2 separate regions of the Ovis aries genome follow, and region 1 is linked to region 2. The links are chromatin contacts, called in public Hi-C maps. All regions are on one chromosome and are shown on one strand. Each heading gives the region's core, a stretch centred on a gene start, on an enhancer-like site or on the middle of the called end of the contact. The rest is flanking DNA. Distances are from core to core; before and after follow the strand shown.

Region 1 (4,756 bases), core at 1,568-4,067, 200 kb after region 2:
TCAGAGTCAACCTGGGGAGTTTACTGAGAACCAGAACGATGGGATGGGGCTTACCTTGATCTGTCTTCCTCTAAATAAGGATTCATCTAAGGCCAGGGAAGTCCTCACTGACTCTTTGTCTGAGAACTCTATATACGCAAACCTGAAAAGAGTAATTGTCACTTTATCTGAGGTCAAAAACAGGAGCTCATAGGTAAAATCCAATTTGCAGGCATGCTTTGAGTACAATGTGTTCATATTTTTAACTACTTGTCCAAAACAATTCTTAATGGAATTCTTTAATCATAATTTGTACCTACTCCTGGAAAATTATAAAATAGGATACAGAGGGCCCTGGATTTCCAGAGGGTGGAAGAAGGTGAAGCCAAGCAGAAGCCACCCCTCCATTCTAGTTCATGATCCCACCCACACCCAGCCCTCATCTTTGTTACCTCTTGGGCCTCTGAAAGCAATTTTAAGTATAATCCCTGATACATAACACTAACGCCGTATCTTAAAAGATGAAGACTACTTACTTTAACATACAGTTAACTTACTGCTCAATATAAAGCATAATTTACCTACTTTTTAACTGTGATTAAAAAGACCTCAGCTTCCCCACACTTACCCTTTGGGATGGCCACTAAATTTGTCACAGAGTATAGTAACGCGGTTGACTGAACCACAGCCATGGAAGTGTGCTTCTAGCTCTTCTGCTGTTGCACCATAGTCCACCTGTTGGGGGTACATTTCACAGGCAATAGGCAAACTCCCATCTCAACAAACACCCTGCCAAGCCTTTGGGCTGAGCCATCTTTGCGACCCCATGGACAGTACCACGCCAGACTCCTCTGTCCCTGAGACTCTCTAGCCAAGAATTCTGGAGTGGCTTGACATTTCCTTCTCCAGGAGATCTTCCCAACCCAGGGATAGAACCCACATCTTTTGAGGCGGCAGGAGGACTCTTTATCACTAGTGCCACTTGGGAAGCCCCCAGTATACACCAAAGCACATCAAATCTAGTTCTCTAAGGAACTCTTCTCCTTCCAACCCCAGAGCCTCTGCTAATCACCATTAACTCTCACCTCATTCTAACCTTCCCTCCACTCCTTAAATCCACCACCTATCCTGGAAAGAGTTTCCATCAAGACTCCTACTAAATAATCTCCCAAACTAAGAGCTCCCCCAACCCCAATCAAGGCCCTCATACATACATTGCCAACATAGATGGAACGGGCATCAGCCTCCATCTTCTCCTCAATGGACATGATCACTGGGCCAGCTTTGAAGAAAAAATAATCAGAAAACCACCCTTGTTTTCTACTTGGGCAATATATGCACCACTACCACCACCACCACCACCATTAGTAAAGGCAAAGATTTTGTTCAGTTCCCTGCTGTACCCATTACCTAGAAAAGTCTAGCACACAGTAGGTGCTTACTAAATATTTGACAAGTTATTGAACAGATGAATACATTCTTAAAATTCAAAGAAAACAGTAGATGAATCCCCTCCTGCTCCCAAATCAAGTCCCTATTGTACCCTTGGTTGAAATGATTTGAAAAATGAACAAAATTAAGTGGGCTGAGACTGGACATTTTGAGATTAGAGAAGCCCCCTGCAGCTGGGCATTTTGTCTTAGAACTCCTAACTAAAGGGTCTTCGACTGAACGAAAAACTATTAGACTTGAAGGTCAAACACCAGCTGGCAACCTCCACAAAGAGTAGAGGAAGACTAAGAACAAAGAGCAACACATTTGTAACAAGGACAAAGGGAGGCACAAGACTACCATCACGAAAACACAGGCCTTGTCTCACAAAGGTCAGAGAAACGCACAATGGACTATGACCACGGCAACTGCCCAGTAATTGCTCAGACGAGCAGCTCCAAGGTTCCGATTATCTAATTCCATATAAACCGTACTCTCATAACCCTTCCCATCCTAGGACCTGGGCTCCGCGTGCAACCGCCAGTTACTCACCATTGCCCGGAGGTGGACTCATATTCATCTGCTTCTCTACCTCGTTCTGTAGCTCCTTTAGCTTCTCAGCTTCTTCCTCCATCTCCCTAACTCGAGCTTTGATCGCTTCCAGCTCCTACAATGAGTGGGGAGGGTATGGAGAAGAGCTTAAGAGGAACCAACGCAGGGGCTCTGCCCTGCTCTCGATCCGCGCGCGGCCCCAGCCATGCTCGGCCATTTCCTTCGCCCCATGCGAGGGTCGTGAAGAAAAGAAAAGAAAGCTACCTTCTCTAGTACAACACTAGGCACCCATGACGCCGGAGTCAACCCGGCTGGGCCCCTTCTGGCGGTCGAGGCTGCGTCCCCGGCCCGGCCCCAGCCACGTTATTCCCCCCCCCCCCCCCCCCCCTCCCGCCTCCCGCTCGCCCGATCTCTGTGCCGCCCGTGACCCGGCCGGTCGCCGGCCTCCTCGCTCGCCCTCTTTCCCTCACCGGGTCCTCAATGGCGCCGTCCCCCGGGTCACCCTCGACCAGTCCCGGCTCCTCCTCCTCCTCCTGGTTGCCGGGGGCTCCCGAGCCAGGCCCAGGGCCCGGAGCTCCCGGGGGGGGCGCGGGGCCGGGGCGGCTCCTCTTCGGGCTCGGGCTCCGGCTCGGGCTCCAGCAGCAGCTCCTCAGGCTCCAGTTCCTCAGACTCCAAGCCGTTCCCGTAGTCCCCAGCGCCCCCCGGGGCCCCCTCCCCGGCCTCCCCACCGGCCCCGGGCACAAGATGGCGCCGCCGCCCCGGCCCGGAGCCCCGACCGCCCGCAGCCCCCGCTGCTGCTGCCGCCGCCGCCGCCGCCGCCATCGCCGCTCAGACTGGGGCCCGCCGCCCAGCGATTGGAGAGCTGCGCCGGCTTCGCCGAGGATTCATTAGTCAAACAGCCTGCCCGTCACCACGAGCTAGGGCTCCATTGGGGGATATTACTTGGCAATCAAATAAGACCCCACCCCCTAAGGCGGGGAATTGCGCCAAATTCTCAAATCCCGGTAGGGGAAGTCGGTCTGTCAATCAACACACGTCCCACCTCCTCTCAAGTCCTTAGGTAACAATAACGCCAAGCTGTGACGACGTTACTGCTTCTCCCCCGCCTAAGGGAGGATCTGCGAAGTATAACGCTCGGTGATTGGCCGCTGGCAAGGCGACGGGAAAGGAACAGTCTTCCGATCGCCTCGCCGAAGTGGTTCAGTCTCAGATGCCAATTGGCTCGCGAGATTCGAAGAGCTGACACCCATTTCGCGACAGGTGAACCTTGCCCCCGAACACACAGCCGGGCTCCCATCGAGGGAAACCCGAGGTCACATGACTAGTCTTTAGGAGGCCGCCATCTTGATGCTGCTGGTTGCCAGCTAGTGAGCTCTTGGAAGCTAGAGGCCGGAAACTGCGGCTGTTCCTGGAAACCGGTCTTCTATCAGGAATGCACCAGTAGACGGGATGTTGCAGCAGAGGGTTCTGAACGGCGCTGTCCAGAAAGGAGTTTACCTTACCTACCTAGGTTATTGGCACCACTATCTATCCACCATCTGTCAGGTCTCCCTAAACCGGAAAGCAGGGAGTAATCCTCACTCCAGTACCAGTCGTGAGTCTTCTATGTGCTGTCTTTCTGCACAGGCATACTTTCCAAGCATTCTGTTCATGCCCCAGTTTCAGCCTGTTCTCCTGCTTATTTACAGCCCCTTAATGGATCAGCTTCCAATGGGTCACCACCCCAGTTCACATCAGGTAAAAGCTCAAAACTCCTTAGCTAGATCTTAGAGAACTCCAGACCAGATTTCTTCATGAATGTTATTTCCACGCTTTTCATTCCAGTGGGTGTATCTGTACCCAAGTCTGTGCCTCTGCATATGCAGTCCCTCTTCAACCAGAGCAGACCTCATCATCACCTCCCCTGCAAAGCCTTTCACTAGCCTCCCCTCCTCTCCCATCACAAGCGGGCCTACCTCTGAGTGCAGCCTTTCCTAGCTAGTGCTTGTGAGAGCTTGGAGATGAAAGGCTGGTCTCTAATTATATTTGCATCTCCACCTTAGGGCAATATGCCTAGCACATAAGTGTCCAGATAAATGTTTGTTGACCAGAAGATACATTGACTAGGGATCTGGATGTCACCCTTCATTTACCACGCTTTCCGAGACTTCAGACCCTGGTTCAGACCCCAGAGGAATTCCACCACACCACTGCACTCTGAGATACCAATGAATCTAGCCCTGCAAGACAGGGTTGCCATAGTTTAGTGGTGCTCCTATACATTTATTAAAAACGAAGGAATGGCGGTGCTAAGTTGGCAAGAGGGATAGTTATAGCCAGACCAAGCTACAGTTTGAAAGCCAGATTCACCTGAGCCTAACCAAGTAGTTACTGAAACAACCTGGAGAGGATGTGCATAGCTTGGTAGTGGGTTTTGGATAAGAGGAGATTCCTATTAGCAAACCAAAAAGTCAGAGCTTCACAATATACCCCACTCTTCCCCTCACCCTCAGTTTCCACCGCCACCCCCCACGCCCCCACACACAGATCCTTACCTCAGGAACAGGAGAACTTGGAACAGTCACGGTTGCTTAAAACTTCACCGAAAAATACCTCATGAACCATCTCAGCTTCACTGGTCTGAGAGAACTAAGCTTAGCACCAAAGACAAGCTCTAAAAGACTGAGTTGGCTGGAAGAAAAATCTTTTCTACTGATTTTAACCAAGTCAAGACTTGGATGTTCATTGGTACCTAGTTTAAGAAAGCCAATTAAGGGAAATGGGATTTTTAAAATAATGCCTTTAAATCCAATTT
Region 2 (5,039 bases), core at 1,622-4,121:
TTCCGGACCTCGGCCCGGTTCTTTGCGCAAGGGGGAGGCCCCGGCACAAGCGGCCATATTAGGCCCGATGTAGCGATGCCGAGGGCAGGCTTGGGCCGAGAAGCCTGCTAAGTTATGAGGGGCCGCAACCTCCGCGGTGGGCCAAGAGTAAGGATGGCCCCCTCCGCTCTGCTCCTCATTCCAGACCCCTCCCAGCTCCCGAGGGGCGGCCCGGGTCTCAGGCCGCAGGCTGAGCCCGGCACCCTGGAACCCGGGTGCATGATGGGAGGTGTAGTTCCGAAGGGAAATTTTGTTCTCTTGCCCCACTCGTCGCTATGGTGACAGGAAAGCCGCGATTGACGCCTGTGGGAGTCTTATCTAAAGTTAAGTCGGATGGAAAAGGCACTCAGACCCCATTTCCGCCTTCAACCCTCTCACTTCGTTGGCAGATGGGCCTGGAATACAAGCCACTCACTCAGACCCTGTCCAGCAGATACTTTATTGACTATTGTGGTGGCCCATTAAATGCAGGCCAATGGCAATGAGCTGGGGGAAGAAAAAAGTTAAGACCAGTCTAGTTACTCTAGACTCTGGAGTTTTAAAGGGTAGTTAAAACATCCCCAAGAATGTTCAGGATAACGGTGGATGGGAGAGTTGTTTTTGTGTGTGCAGCTTGAGGGATCTCAGTTCCTGGCCAGGAATTGAACACCAGCCTCCCACAGTGAAAGCCAGAATTCTAACTACTAGGTCACCAGGGAAGCCCCCTCCCCCGACGACTTTCTGTAAGAGGAGGAAATGACATTTTGGATGAAAACTAAAGACATGATGGGATTTCAATGACTGGAGACAGAGAAACAGCATGAGCAAAGACCCAGAAGCTGGATAGCCCCTGGCCAGTGTTTAAGGGAAAAGAGACAAAGCTGAAAGTGCCGCTGAGCAGACTGAGAAAGGCTTTACATGCCACACTGAGGAGTTTGTCTGTTTCCTGCGGCCCCTGTGCAGGCTTTATCAGGAACAGGAGAAATATTGCGTTCATTTAAGATATAGGAAGACATGAGAATGGCCCTTTGACTGCTTTGGGAGACAAAATTGAGAAGGCTGCTTCTCCTTACTCCCTCCCAGGATTATGATTACCTGGAGGCATCTACTGTATGTCTGGTTTTTGGGGTAAGGTAGCTTACTGAGAAACAGTGGTTCTTGTCAACTCCTGGCTTCCCTCCTATGATGGGTGAGAAGGGCTAGGTTCTTTACACTTATCCTTTCCCCAGCATGTTTTTGGAAACACGTGACTCATGGGAGGTACCATGGAGAGGACACTGGTTTACAGACATGGTATCTTGAACCTGGCATGTTTTGAATGTTTATCTGCATCCCCCCCAACCCGATGACAGGAACCAGTGTGCAGGGAAGAGAGGGACCCCAGCCCCTAACTCCTTTAATTGGCCTGCTTTTCATCTGTCCTTTGCTTTTAAGTTTTGTTGCTCAAAGAAAGTAGACTTAATCTCTTCCTTGAGTTATAGGGTCCAAATCCAGTAGGGCAGAGGCAGCAGTTTAAAGAGAAAGAAAGATTAGACTCCAAAGTCAGTCACACCTGGAGTCAACTCCAGTCTTCATTTCATTGGTGTTTGGTGTTGGGAAAGCTACTCCACCTCCTGAAATCTGTTTTGTCTTTAGTAAAATGTGGACTGCCTCACAGATAAGTGTGAGGATTCAGTGACAAACTGTCACATCCTAGAATTCAAAATGTTAGTTTCTTTCTCCTTCCTTTTGTCCTGTGAACTCTAGGATTTTTTTTTCCCTTCTATTAATAGAAGTAGGCTGTAGCAGTTATTATGGGCTCTGGAGTCTGAGCATCAGGATTTGAATCCTGGCTGGGTCACTTACTGGCCATGTGCCCTTGAGCCAGTGAATTGTTTGTGCCCTGGTTTCTGGTGCCAGGGTAAAGAATCTGCCTGCTGATGCAGGAGATACAAGAGACATAGGTTCGATCCCTGGGTTGGAAAGATCCCGTGAAGGAGGAAATGGCAACCCACTCCAGTATTCTTGCCTGGAAAATCCCATGGACAGAGGAGTCTGGTGGGCTATAGTCCATGGAGTCTCTAAGAATCAGACAGGACTGAACATACATGCAGGCCTTCCTAACTGTAAAATGAGACTAGTTGTGGGGATTAAATAAGTTAATATACGTTAAAGTGCTTGGTACTGTCCCTAAGCACTCATTAAGTTTCAGCAGTTATTAGAACATAACAGAGTTTATGTGAGCTGATAAACTGAAAATAAGGATGGGAAACCAGGCCCTCTCTCCACCCTACCCGCACCCAACTCTGGAAACTATGTGACCGAGTGAAAGAGACAGAAGCTCCGGTGACTCAGAGTAATTGCTGCGGCAGACAAGGTTCTATAGTGCCCAACTGGAAGGGAGGGGAATTAATAAGGCAAGAAGAAAGGAGTTAAAGTAAGAAAAAAAAGAGAGAGAGAGAGGTCTCCGGTGGTTCTGGAAAGCTCGTAGAAGCCATGGCTTGCTCTATAGCTGATTTAAATATATATATATATATATATATATATATATATATATATATAGTAATAATAACAAAACACATATATGTTTCTGTAGACAGAAGAAAGAGGAGGAGAACTCGGGAAAGTGTTTAAGATGCTCTTTGCGGCACCGGCTTGGACCTGGAGCCACAAAGCAGGTGGCCAGCACCGCAGTCCGCCTGTCATAGGTCCCGCCTACAGTCTAGTGAAGCAGGCAGACACCAAGCTCTAGGGCGGGCGGGCGGGGGCGGGGGCGGGGGCACCCGGACTACAACTCCCGGCGTACTCCGCGACGGGCGGGCCGCTGCACCTGCTCAGTGGGGCCGCCCCGGGCGCCTGGGTATTGATTATTCCATTGTGTGGGACGCCTCGGTTCCAGCCACTGAATGAGGCGGAGGAGTGAGGGCGAGGAGGAGGAGGAGGAGGAGGAGGAGGGCGAGCAGGAGGAGGAGGAGGCAGGGAGCGAGCGAGTGCCCAGGGTGAATCAATGGAAACCCCCTCACGAAGCCGGGAAAACACTTCAGCCGCAGCCAAATAGCATTGATTATTTTCCTTCACTTCCCTCACCGCCGTGAATTTATTTATTTATTTTTTCCATCTCCGTCCCCGACGCCCCGGAGTGAGCGCTGGAGGGAGGGAGGAGGAGGGGAAAAAAAGGAATCAACACATCGGAGAAGTCCCTTCCAAGAGCCACCCCCTCCCCTCCCCGCCTCGCGCTGCTCGGCGGCCGCGGTTCGACTCCCGTCCCTGCTTCCAGCTGAGGTGTAAGTGCATCGATTTCCGATGCTGCTGGGTTGGTTGGTTTTTTTTTTTTTTCCTCTCGTCTCCCTCTCTTCTTCCCTTCCTTGCTCTTTGGAAGCTTGAGACGGAGGGGAGAGGAGGCGCTCGGAGACTGCCGTTGGAGGGCACAGAGAGGGACCGAAAGGGACTGGGGGAGGGGACCCAGACCGACGGACGGACAGACAGAGAGCCTGAGGAGAAGGAGAGACAGGGTTGTGGGAGGGAAGGAGAGGGCCTGCGAGAGGGCGAAGAGAGAGATGCCGGGGTGGAGGCAGAGGTGGGGAACGGAAAGGCATAGAAGCTGGACTAGGAGCCAGCCGGACGGAGGGAGGGTAACGAGAGGCTAGACGGGTCGCGCCGAGCAGCACCGGGAGCTGGGGTCCCGGAGGGAAGAGGAGGCCGGGTGACTATGGAGGCTCGGAGCTGTCAGTCCGGAGGGGCCTGAGTCTCGGCGGCCCCCCGCCGGCCTCAGGATGGGTGAGGAACGGCGGCTAGCAGGCGGGCTGATGGATGGGCAAGCTCGCCACGGGTGGGAGGGTGGGAGGGGAGGTGGGTACCCTTAATCTTTGATTTTTAGGCTTTGCCTGAAGTTGAGTTGTCTGTTGCTTTTTGGTTTTCGTAAGGTGCTACTAGTAGGTGAGGGGAGGCCACCGCTCCTATTCAAGGTGAAGTGTGCCTCTCCTGGTCCCCAACTCTCCATCCGCTCTTGTCTATCCCTCTCTCTGAACAGCTCTATCGTTGAGCACTGGACCACGCTGCGCCTGTTGCCCTGCCGATCACTGTCCGTGTCCCTACCTCTGAATTTTGCCATTCTCATTCATTCTCCCCACCCATCCATCTCTGGGTCTGGGTCTGTCTGTGTGTCACTGTCTCCGGATGTGACTTCCTATCCGGGCGATCCTCTCGCTGTGTGTTCTTGTCTCTGTGTCACACCTTGGCTGCCTAACTGGTTTACCCATCTAGGACTCCGTGCCCTTTCCTTCAGGGTCTGAATGGATATCTCTGGCCTTTTCAGGCTGCCTTGGAGTTTGCTTATCAGTCATGATTGATGATTGTGGTAGTCACTGGTCAGGGGCCTGGAAGAGTGGAGGGATAGGTGTATCTCCCTCAAGGATTTAAGTGCCCTTTCCGCACAGCCAGGCCGGCCTCATCTTCTGTCTTCACCCAGGGAACTTTGGGACTTCCTAGCATTGTTAACTGTCCCCTTTGCCATGTGCTTGTGTCCCCCATCAGGACCTCACCGCTGGTGTCCTGCGTGTCACCTGCCTCTCCAGGAGCTTCCCACCACATAGCTCTTCATCACTGACTTGATTTTCCTCCCTTCCCTCACTTTACGATTATATATTTTTTTCATTTCCCCGTTTTGTTTCACCTCCTTTTTTCCCCATCGCCATCTCTGATGATCTCCTTTGCCTATTCTTCACCTTTGTTCCTGTAATCTGCCCTCTTCCTCCCTTTTCTCTTTGGTCACCCTAAGTTTCTTGTATTTCTTACCCTCTCACTCAGCATTTTAACTGCAGCAGCAGAAGATACCAGGGAGCAAAGGGGCTGGAAGAGTTGGGGAGTATGGTTTGTGAAGGCACATAAACAGGCCAAGAAATCAAGTTAATGGGCTTCCAGGGGCATATCACCCCTTCATCAGTCAGAGCCATTATGTTTCATTCACTGTCAACTTTGATTTTGTAAGGGGACATTCTGTGGGACTCAGAGCTCCACGCTGCTTGGTTGCCCCTTGTCCTCCG

What was found. Hi-C and Micro-C count contacts between places; a contact is called where the count stands out from the background.
Region 1: a contact with region 2 is called in a Hi-C map of liver, with 4 times the contacts expected there. The contact joins the promoter of PABPN1 here to the promoter of ZFHX2 in region 2. A contact is called at or near these places in 2 of 16 Hi-C or Micro-C datasets (blood and liver).

Annotation. Positions count from the first base shown.
Region 1 is chr7:21,401,056-21,405,811 of ARS-UI_Ramb_v3.0, forward strand. PABPN1 (poly(A) binding protein nuclear 1) reads right to left here and starts at 2,818. Exons shown (of 9, transcript XM_015096873.4): 1 at 2,548-2,818; 2 at 2,433-2,546; 3 at 1,963-2,077; 4 at 1,194-1,261; 5 at 608-714; 6 at 55-142. The coding sequence starts at 2,784.
Region 2 is chr7:21,204,119-21,209,157 of ARS-UI_Ramb_v3.0, forward strand. ZFHX2 (zinc finger homeobox 2) reads left to right here and starts at 2,872. Exons shown (of 11, transcript XM_042252953.2): 1 at 2,872-3,281. THTPA (thiamine triphosphatase) reads right to left here and starts at 245. Exons shown (of 2, transcript XM_060418556.1): 1 at 1-245.